Linked DNA regions of Vulpes vulpes: region 2 is linked to region 1. A link is a contact called in public Hi-C data. All regions are on one chromosome and are shown on one strand. The core of a region is the stretch at or near the end of the contact, and the rest is flanking DNA. Distances in the headings are between cores, read along the strand shown.

What was found. A called contact is a pair of places that touch in the nucleus more often than the background predicts.
Region 2: a contact with region 1 is called in a Hi-C map of skeletal muscle, with 4 times the contacts expected there. The contact joins the promoter of SNU13 here to the promoter of CENPM in region 1. A contact is called at or near these places in 2 of 3 Hi-C or Micro-C datasets (both in skeletal muscle).

The regions. Positions count from the first base shown.
Region 1 is chr16:53,708,496-53,713,400 of VulVul3, reverse strand. It overlaps CENPM (centromere protein M), which reads right to left and starts at 2,892. Exons shown (of 6, transcript XM_026017373.2): 1 at 2,773-2,892; 2 at 2,191-2,270; 3 at 131-223. The coding sequence starts at 2,829.
Region 2 is chr16:53,918,453-53,923,357 of VulVul3, reverse strand. SNU13 (small nuclear ribonucleoprotein 13) reads right to left here and starts at 2,072. Exons shown (of 3, transcript XM_026017389.2): 1 at 1,680-2,072. The coding sequence starts at 1,937.

The sequences.
Region 1 (4,905 bases), core at 1,643-4,142:
CCTTCTGGGCTAAACCCAGGCAGCCTCTCCCTGTGTCCCCTCTTTCCCATCACAAGTGAGGTCATCATCCCAGCACACCCCTATGCCAAGTCTACCTGAGCCCCGTCAGCCCCTATTCTCTGGCTCTCACCTGTATTTGCTGTGAAGGTTGACCACAAACATGATCAGGTCAATTCGAGGCCGATTCACATCGGAGGGCAGAGGGAGGGATCTTGCCAGGTGGCTGAAAAATGAGAAACTGCAGGATAAAGATATATATACCCACATCACAGGGACTATTCACATGCTGCCCTCCATGGGGTAAGAGGCTCTCAAGGGCTCCTCACCTATTCCCCAGATGCCCTTGTGGGCTAGACTCCTCAGGTGAGCACAGGGGCAGAGCAGAACTGGTCCTATCTAGACTTAATCCTTCTGCCAGAAAGGAGCTCCATTTGGTAACCACCTCGGAAAGAGGGAGTTTAGGATATAAGATGGCAATGGGGCTAGCCAGCCACACTGCATGCTGGGAGGGAGATCAGACTCAGAAGTGGGGTGTTAGACTATGAAGATTAGGGGTTAAAGGCTGAACCCCTGGGGCACCTGGGTGGCTCAGTCAGTAAGCATCTCCCTTCAGCTCAGGTCATGATCTCAGGGTCCTGGGACAGAGCCCTGCATGGGGTTCCCTGCTCAGTGGGGAGCCTGCTTCTCCCTCTCCCCCTTCCCTCTGCTTGTGCTATCAAATAAATAAATAAAATCTTTTTTTTTTTTTAAGATTTATTTATTTGTTGATGATGAGAGAGAGAGAGAGAGAGAGAGAGAGAAAGAGAAAGAGAGAGGCAGAGACACAGGCAGAGGGAGAAGTAGGTTCCATGCAGGGAGCCTGATGTGGGACTTGATCCCGGGACTCCAGGATCGCGCCCTGGGGCAAAGGCAGGCGCTAAACTGCTGAGCCACCCAGGGATCCCCCAAAAAAGATTTTTTAAAGTTTATTATTTTTTTAAGATTTTATTTATTTATTCATGACAGAGAGAGAGAGAGACAGAGAGAGGCAGAGACACAGGCAGAGGGAGAAGCAGGCTCTATGCAGGGAGCCTGACACGGGACTCGATCCAGGGTCTCCAGGATCAGGCCCTGGGTTGAAGGTGGCGCTAAACCGCTGAGCCACCAGGGCTGCCCGAAGAAGGTTTTTTTAAAGTAGAAAATCATGCATAATATTTGACAGTGCACACTTAATTTTAAAGAGCACTTTAAAAAAAAAAGATTTTATTTATTTATTCATGAGAAACACAGAGAGAGAGGGGCAGAGACACAGGCAGAGGGAGAAGCAGGCTCCATGCAGGGAGCCTGCCCAATGTGGGACTCGATCCCAGGACCCCAGGATCACACCCCGAGCCCAAGCAGACGGGCTCAACCGCTAAGCCACCCAGGTGTTCCCAAATAAATAAAATCTTAAAAAAAAAAAAGCCTGAACCCCTTTGGAGGGTGATGGAAGTGGGCTCAAATCTCGGGTATGCCAATTATGAGCTATGTGACCTCAGGTATGTCACCCTCATCATCACTGTGGTCTAAACTTGTCCCCTCATAGGATTCTTTAAATGCTATAAAGGGGTTTATTCTCCTAGTAATGGGTGTTTCTGATTCCCACGAAGGTACACCCTCTAGATTGGGATCCTTCCCCTTCAACATGAGCCCCTAGAGCTTATCTATCAGGGAGAATGACACCCACTTATATCCAGTCACTTGATTCACACCAGCAGCTGTTTCTTCTCTCCATCAGTTAGAAAAAGAAAAACAAAATTACTACTTTAGTCAACTTTTCTCCAAATCTGGGGGCAGCGCGGGGCGGGGGGCAGGATCTGAACACTACTCTGTGCCAAGTACTGTTCAAAGCACTGGGCATTCAGTAGTGAACAAAAGTCAAAGTCCTTGACCTGGGGGTGGGGGGCTGACCTCGGGGTTCATGGAGGTGGCCGACTGAAAACAAGCAAACTAACACGTGAACAAGGACATTTCCTGCGGTGACAAGCGCTGGAGGAAAACTGAAGTATGTGACCGAGGGAGGGAGGATCCTTCAGCTGGGGGCAGATCACGCCTGGGCGGGGGTGGGGGGGTGTGGGGGGGTGCCGGCCCCACCTGCCCCCGCCTCCCTGGCAGCGGGGCACAGTCAGGCCGTGGCGGAGCCATCGGACACCCCCGCCCTCAGCTACGTACATCTTCAGCTCCGAGGCGCAGTCCTCCTTGAGCATCGCGTCGGCCAGCTGCTGCAGAAGTGCATCTTCCGTGCCCACCAGCTGCCCAGGGAGAGAAGGCGGCCTACTGACGCCTGGGGCTCGGGCCATCGACCCGGCACCGCGACTCCCGGGTTCCCGCTCCCGCGCGCACGGCGCGGTTTACCGAGCCAGGGCCCCGCCAGGCGCTCGGGTCCTGTCCGCACAGCAGTTCTCACCCGGACCCTCCCTCCCGCGGCCAGACCACCGCCTCCGACGACCGCCCCCGCCCCCGCCCCCGCAGCCGCCCAGCCTGGAACGCAGGCTCCCGGACTTGGCCAGTCTCCCCGCCCGGCCACTCCACCAATCAGAAACCGGAAAAGAGCCCGCCGCGCGCCTATTGGTGGATACGTCCTCCAGCCTCAGAAGGCGGCTGTTCCGATTGGTTCAGAGTGTGGCTCTCCCGCCCACCACGCCCCGGGCCGAAAAGCGCGCGCCAGAACCTCAGAGAGCCCAGAGGAGCGAGCAGCGGAGGCGCCGCTGACAGAGAAAGGCAGGCGGGGGAAGCGGAACGGCTGACGCCTACCAGGATGGTGGCCGTGTTCAGGCCAGGCTGCTTGTCCAGCGGCCGCAACACCGACATCCCAGGCCCGGGAAGAAGCGCGGCTGTGGGGCGCGCGCGGATCCTTCAAACCACTCGGCGGCACGCCCAGAAGTGTGCGGCCGATAGGCACGTGACTCCCGCTTGGGCGGGGCTTTGGGGAACGGGGCGGGGTCCTCTTAAAGGAACCCTGACCTCCCTTTTTAAGCCTGTGGGACAGGCCCTTTATTTCACGCCTCAGAGAAAGAAGGTAATTCAATGATTGATTCGTTCATTTTCGCTCATTCATGCATATTCATCATACTCTTGATTCCTTCCAAACTCGCCCCTCCCTTGTCATCCCCAGCTCAGTTGACTCCATCCTTGCAACTGCTCAGAACAAAACATTGAGGTCATTCTTGGCCCCTCTTCTTCACACCCTCATCCAATCCATAAGCAAGCCTGTGGGTTCTAGTGTTAAAATGCATCCAGAAGCTGACTACTTCTTGCCACCACCAGGACAAGCCACTGTCATCTCTCACGCGGACTTGTCACTGGCTCCCTGCTTCCAGCATGGTCCCCAGGGTGGCTGTTCCCCACACAGCAATCAGAGTTATCCTTTTTTAAAACAATCTGATCAAAATCCACCCAAAGTTCCCATTTCATTCAGAGTACATTGCAAATGCCTTCCGTGGACTTTGAGGCTCCGTGTGTTGTGATCCCTGACAGTCTCCCTGACCTCATCTTCTGCTCTTCTCTCTCTTACACTCTCCTTGTCACAAGGGCCACTAGGGTGTTCTTCAAATATTCCAAGTATCCTTCTACCTCCTGCCTTGTCCTTGTTGGTACCCTGTGGCTGAAAAGAAAGCTCTTCTCCCAAATACTCACTTGGCTTGTTTTCTCATTTTGTCCATGTTTCTGCTCCAGTGCCACTTTATCAGAGGAGCCTTTCTTTTTCATTAAATTTTTTTCTTAACGTTTAAATATTTAATTAATTTATTTAAATTTTTAAAAATTTTTATCAATTTCTATTTTTTTTAATTAAAAATTTTGGAGAGGCCTTTAACAACCTACCTAAACAACCCTACCTAAAATAGCAAGTCTTGGGAGCCTAGTTGGCTCAGTTGGTAAAGCGTGCCACTCTTGGGACGCCTTTGGCCCAGGGCCTGATCCTGGAGACCCGGAATCGAGTCCTTTGTCGGGCTCCCTGCATGGAGCCTGCTTCTCCCTCTGCCTGTGTCTCTGCTTCTCTTTCTTTCTCTCTCTCTCTGTGTGTCTCATGAATAAATAAATAAAATCTTTAAAAAGAGAAAAAAAAAAGTGTGCCACTCTTGATTTTGGGGTTGTGAGTTCAAGCCGCATCCTAGGGGTAGAGTGTATTTAAAAATAATTTAAAAATATTTACAAATATTTAAAGATTTTATTTATCCTTTTGACAGAGAGAGAGCACAACAGGGGGAGCAGCAGGCAAAGGGAAAGGGAGAAGCCGGCTCCCCACTGAGTGGGGTGGAGCCCCATCCTGGGCTCCATCCCAAGATCCCAAGATCAGGACCTGAGCAGAAAGCTGATGCTTATCTGACTGAGCCACCCAGGTGCCCTAATAAAAAGTTATTTTTAAAAACCCCATTATCTTGGGGCACCTGGGTGGCTCAGTCAGATAATATCACCTGGGTGATATTTTTCAGTGGTTGAGCATCTGCTCCCTCTGCCTGTGTCTGTGCCTCTCTCTGTGTGTCTCTCATGAATACATAAAATCTTAAAAAAAATTATCTTTTAAAAAATAGCAAGTTGTCCATACTCCTTGTCTTTCTTTTTCTGCTCTATTTTCTCAATGGCACTAATCTCCACTTCACATATAGTCAAGAACTGTACAGAGTCTGAGATTGTACCATATTTACAAACTAATAAACTGTTTATTATTGTTTAGTAATAGTGTGTTGCTGTTTCATGGATGAAACTCCTGGGTAAGAGGCAAAAGATTTTGTCTAATTTGTTTACTGTTACTCATGGTAAAAACAGTAGCAGAGGCTCCATGTCTGTTTGCATCAATGCCCCATGTCCCCCAAGCCCTGCAAAGGACCCACCATGGAGCCCTATACACCTCAAGGATGGCAATATAGAAGAGGAACACAGGGATTA
Region 2 (4,905 bases), core at 823-3,322, 210 kb before region 1:
AGCCACCCAGGGATCCCACTAGCTAATTTTCATCCCTAGCTTGATCTATTTGGTCTCCCTGTACACCAGAAAGCTAAAAAAACAAACAAAAAACAAAAAAACACCCCACAAGGTTTTGATTTAACAATAAATACTGTGTGCTCATTAACACCATACCAAGTATTAGGTGTTTAACATGCATTATCTCATTTAATCAAAACAAAAATTTTAAAATTAGAGCGAGAGAGGGAGAGAGAAAGAGAGAGAGGGCTCACACAGGGGGAGGGGCAGGCAGAGAAAGAACGAGAATCCCAAGCGGACACCACCCTGAGCATGGAGCCAGATGCCATGCCCAACCCAGGGCCCTGAGATCATTCCCAAGCGAAAAATTAAGAGTCGGATGCTCAGGGGATCCCTGGGTGGCGCAGCGGTTTGGCGCCTGCCTTTGGCCCAGGGCGCGATCCTGGAGACCCTGGATCGAGTCCCACATCGGGCTCCCGGTGCATGGAGCCTGCTTCTCCCTCTGCCTGTGTCTCTGCCTCTCTCTCTCTCTCTCTCTGTGACTATAATAAATAAATAAATAAATAAATAGTCGGATGCTCAAACCACTGAGCCACCCAAGCACCCCTGTATTATCTCATTTAATTCAACTCTCACGACATCCTCATGCATCTTATCCCCACTTTAACAGTTGAGAGAAATTTAAGTTCAACTTGAGACCACCTTCCTCCAAAACTTTTCGTGGAATGGTGTAAGATGAGCTGGTTTAGAAGCTTCAAGTTCTAGGCTCAGCCACATACTAGCTTCAAAATAGGAGATGGGGGGCGGGGAGGAACCCAACGGGATCCAAGTTGGGATCCAAGCTCCGCTGGAAGGATTAAACCTCACTATGTTAAGTGGAAGCTCTTTGCAAACTCTTCCTTCTTACCAAGTACTAAACAAAACTAGGTACCAAGCTACAGGAGTTGATTAAAGGCTGGAAACCACCAACAGCTTAGAGAAGTTGCACGTGGTGCTACCGATTTCCAGGACCTCTGATTTCTCAGACCACCGCCTCGCAGAAGCCTTTCGTCAACCCCAGGCCGGGGTCTGGAGTCACTCCACACTTCCCACAGCCCACAAACGCCAAAGGCTCCTTTAAGTCCCTGGCACGTGTAACTCGCGGCGGGCACTACAGGCGCAGACCCACGGAGATCCAAATCTCCCTCTCCCAAACATCAACAAAGGGGGAAGTTAGGGTAGGGGAGATTGACTGAACCCAGGGTTCCACACCATCTTCTAGCGATCCCCCCCCCCCCCCAAAAAAATAAAAGAAGATGGAACCAAGTCTTCTCATCCAACTTTCTCCTCTCTCCCACGTGGGTTGGTCTCCTTCTCCCACGCTAGGCCAGGACTCCTCCACCCCACCCCCTGACACTTTCGGCCATGTGCACAGAGTGCCGGAAAGTACCCCCGACCACGGCAGTTGGGGCCCTAAGGCTTCCCGAGTTAGAACCTCGAGCGGGGCTCCTGGGGTCCCGCGGCTGCCCGAGCTCTCACTCGGGGCGCGGCAGCTGGGAGTTCTCGGCCGCCGGAGGTCTAACCCCTGGGCGGGGGGGCATAGACAGCATACGTTCCGTTCTAAGCCCCGGCAGGCTAGTGCGTGGCCTGAACCCGGAGGCTCCCGCTTCCCAGCCCCGGCGCCAGGCGCAGGGACTCACCATCTCTGCGATTCCGCGGTCCCGCCACCCCTCAGGGAGCGCCGGCGACGTCAGAACGGGAGCGCGCGCGCCGCGGCCGGGAAGTCGCGCCGGACGAGTGGAAATGGCCGCGTGCGGAGGAAGCGGAAGTAACGTCACGAGAAGCGGGCGGATCTCGAGCTCTAAAGGCGCCTGCGGGGTCGCGTAGGTTTGGGGAGAGGAATCGCAATTTGCTATTTTTGTTGTCATTATATTATAAATCTTTGGCGGTATCATCATTCCATTGCCTGTTTATCTTTGAGCACGTTCTTGTGCTTTCAGAAATCGTCTTTTTGGCACTAGCGAAGGAATGGCATGGAGATAATGATGGGTAATCCTAAATGTTTTTCTTCATATTTAGATATCCTTTTCGGGATCCCTGGGTGGCGCAGCGGTTTGGCGCCTGCCTTTGGCCCGGGGCGCGATCCTGGAGACCTGGGATCGAGTCCCACGTCGGGCTCCCGGTGCATGGAGCCTGCTTCTCCCTCTGCTTGTGTCTCCGCCCCCCCCCCCCCCCCCGGGATGACTATCATTAAAAAAAAAAAAAAAAAAAAGATATCCTTTTCTTTTTTTTTTAAAGATTTTATTTACCTGTTTATTTATTTGAGAGAGATAGCTCTAGCAGGAGGGGGAGGACGGAGCAGACTCCCTGCTGAGCCAGAGCCCAGGAGCCCCTTGGGCTCTCTCCCAAGATGCGGGAGATCATGATCTGAACAGAAGGCAGATGCTTAAACCAACTGAGCCATCCAGGCGCCCTCGTACTTATCTATCCTTGCTACAATACTGGTGGGAAACGTAGAGTCCACCGGAAACAATCCACTGAATAGGGAATTCAGGAAGAAGAGCAGGTTTGCGGGTGAGGGTTGAGTTTCTGTCAGCTTGAGTTTGGATATGTCGAAGAACACTGATTTTCTTCTGCCCAGCATACTGCTCTTTTCTTTATGCTGCTCCAAATCTCCATTATTTAAAGGTAGACTCATGCCTCACCACCTCCAAGAAGTCCTTCCTGATCCTTAGGGCCCTTACTCATTTCTCTCCAACATGATGCACATCTTGGGACCATTTGAATCTAACCCAAACTAGATCATTACAGGCTAGTTCTAGTTAATTATTTTGGAAACCTAGAGGTAGAGACCTAGCAGGACCCTTAGGAATCATGCAGCAATTTCTTCATGTTACAGATACTAAGGACCAGAGAAGGGAAGCTGCTTGCCCACAGTCATAGTGAGGCAGTGGCTGAACCAGAACTGGACCTTGGGTTCTTGTCCAATCCCACGACTGGGATTTTGGCTATTGGCTTGGGTTACTTCGGCCAAATCTGGCTGCTATGCCTAGACCAGTTGCAGTATGGGGCAACAGGATGGGTTTGAACTGGCTCCAGGATGGAACATAAATTACATAAAAAATTGCTCCATCAAACTTCACCTCATGCGAATCTTATACAATTTGTCAAAGAACAAAATTTGTCTCCAAGTTAAGAAATGCTCATAGATGGTTCTTGTGTAAGAGTAGAACCTGTAGTTTGGATTCTGTTGCTCACTTTTCAGATTCTGTTTATGTTTGCATATTAATGGGACATGTCAGCCACCATTGTTGGAGGAATTAAAAAAAATTTATTTATTCATGAGAGACACACACAGAGAGGCAGAGACACAGGCAGAGGGAGAAGCAGGCTCCATGCAGGGAGCCCGACGTGGAACTCAGTCCTGGGTCTCCAGGATAATGCCCTGGGCTGAAGGCGGCGCTAAACCGCTGAGCCACGGGGGCTGCCCCATTGTTGGGGAATTAAACATAATTCCAATTTATAGTCCTAGATGTGGCCTTATTTGCTTTTTAAATATCCTTTGTAACAATTTCCATTTGTTAATCTGGCCTACCTGGCACCTAGGACCATCATATCTCAGGTCTCCTCAGTAAAGACTGATGAGGACTTGATTTTTTAAAAAGATTTATTTATTTGAGAGAGTGTGTGAGAGAGAGAGCATGAGGAGAAAGAGAGGGAGAAGCGGACTCCGTGCTTAGCATGGAGCCAGACATGGGGATCGATTCCAGGACCCTGGGATCATGACCTGAGCAAAAGGCAGACTTAACCAACTGAGCCACCTAGGCATCCCTGATGTTTTTATTACTGTAATGAGACAGTACATCATTACTGTAATGGCTCAATTTCCAAATTCTCTTAAAGCTAGGTCACCCTTTGTGTTTTGTTGTTTCCCTTGCTAGTAAGTTGTGTTGACATATGCTCAAGATCAGTCTGTCTTAGAAATTTGTCTTTTACCACACTTTTGTGCTTAAAATCTTAAATCCTTGCCATAGCTTACCAGTTCCCTCTCCACCGGTCCCCACCTGCATCCCCATGAAAACAGCTCTGCCTACCTTCTTTTTCTACCCTGATTTCTCCAACCCCATCCATCACCGTTCGTTGGGAGTCATGTGCTCCACTGTTTTGCTTAGCTAACTCCTGTTCATCATGTCTTCAGTGAAGCCTCCCTGATCACCTAGACCAGGTAACTGTCCCCGCTGGATAGACCCACAGCTCTGTGCACTTGCCTGTATACCACTTGTCAACCTTGCCCTTATTTGGTATCCACCTTTTCAACCACACTTAGAGCTCTATGAGAGCAGGTCTTGTAGATTCCTTGGGTACTCTGGATACCTATCTTCTGGCACTATTACTGGCCCAAGGGTAGTGGGCATGCAGCCAAAAAGGATTTTGGGAAAAACTCTGTCACGAAGGAATTTGCTGGCATGCAGCCAAAAAGGAATTTGGGAAAAAATCTGTCACGAAGTCCATAGATTCCAGGGGAGTTGGTTGTGAGAGCAGAACCAGCCCTACAGTCTCACTCCACTGTCAATGCCCTCCAGCCAAGGATTAGCAGGAACACACCTTATAGTCTTATTACTTACTGCACCAAGGGAGAATGTACATGAGGAATGATAAGCCTTCTCAATAAGAGGATGTTAGAAAGTATTTACTGTAGGATTTGGGTTGTATTAGGTGATTTTAGGGAGTGTCTAAGGGATTGTGAGATTTGCTCTGGATTAGATGCCATCAGAGAGTGTGAATAATTCTGTGATGGTCACCATTTTTTTTAAAAGATTTATTTATTTTAGAGAGAGCGAGCACACAAGGGCAGAGGGAGAAGGAGAGAATATCAAACAGACTCCTTACTTAATGTGGAGCCCAATGCAGGGCTTGATCTCTTGA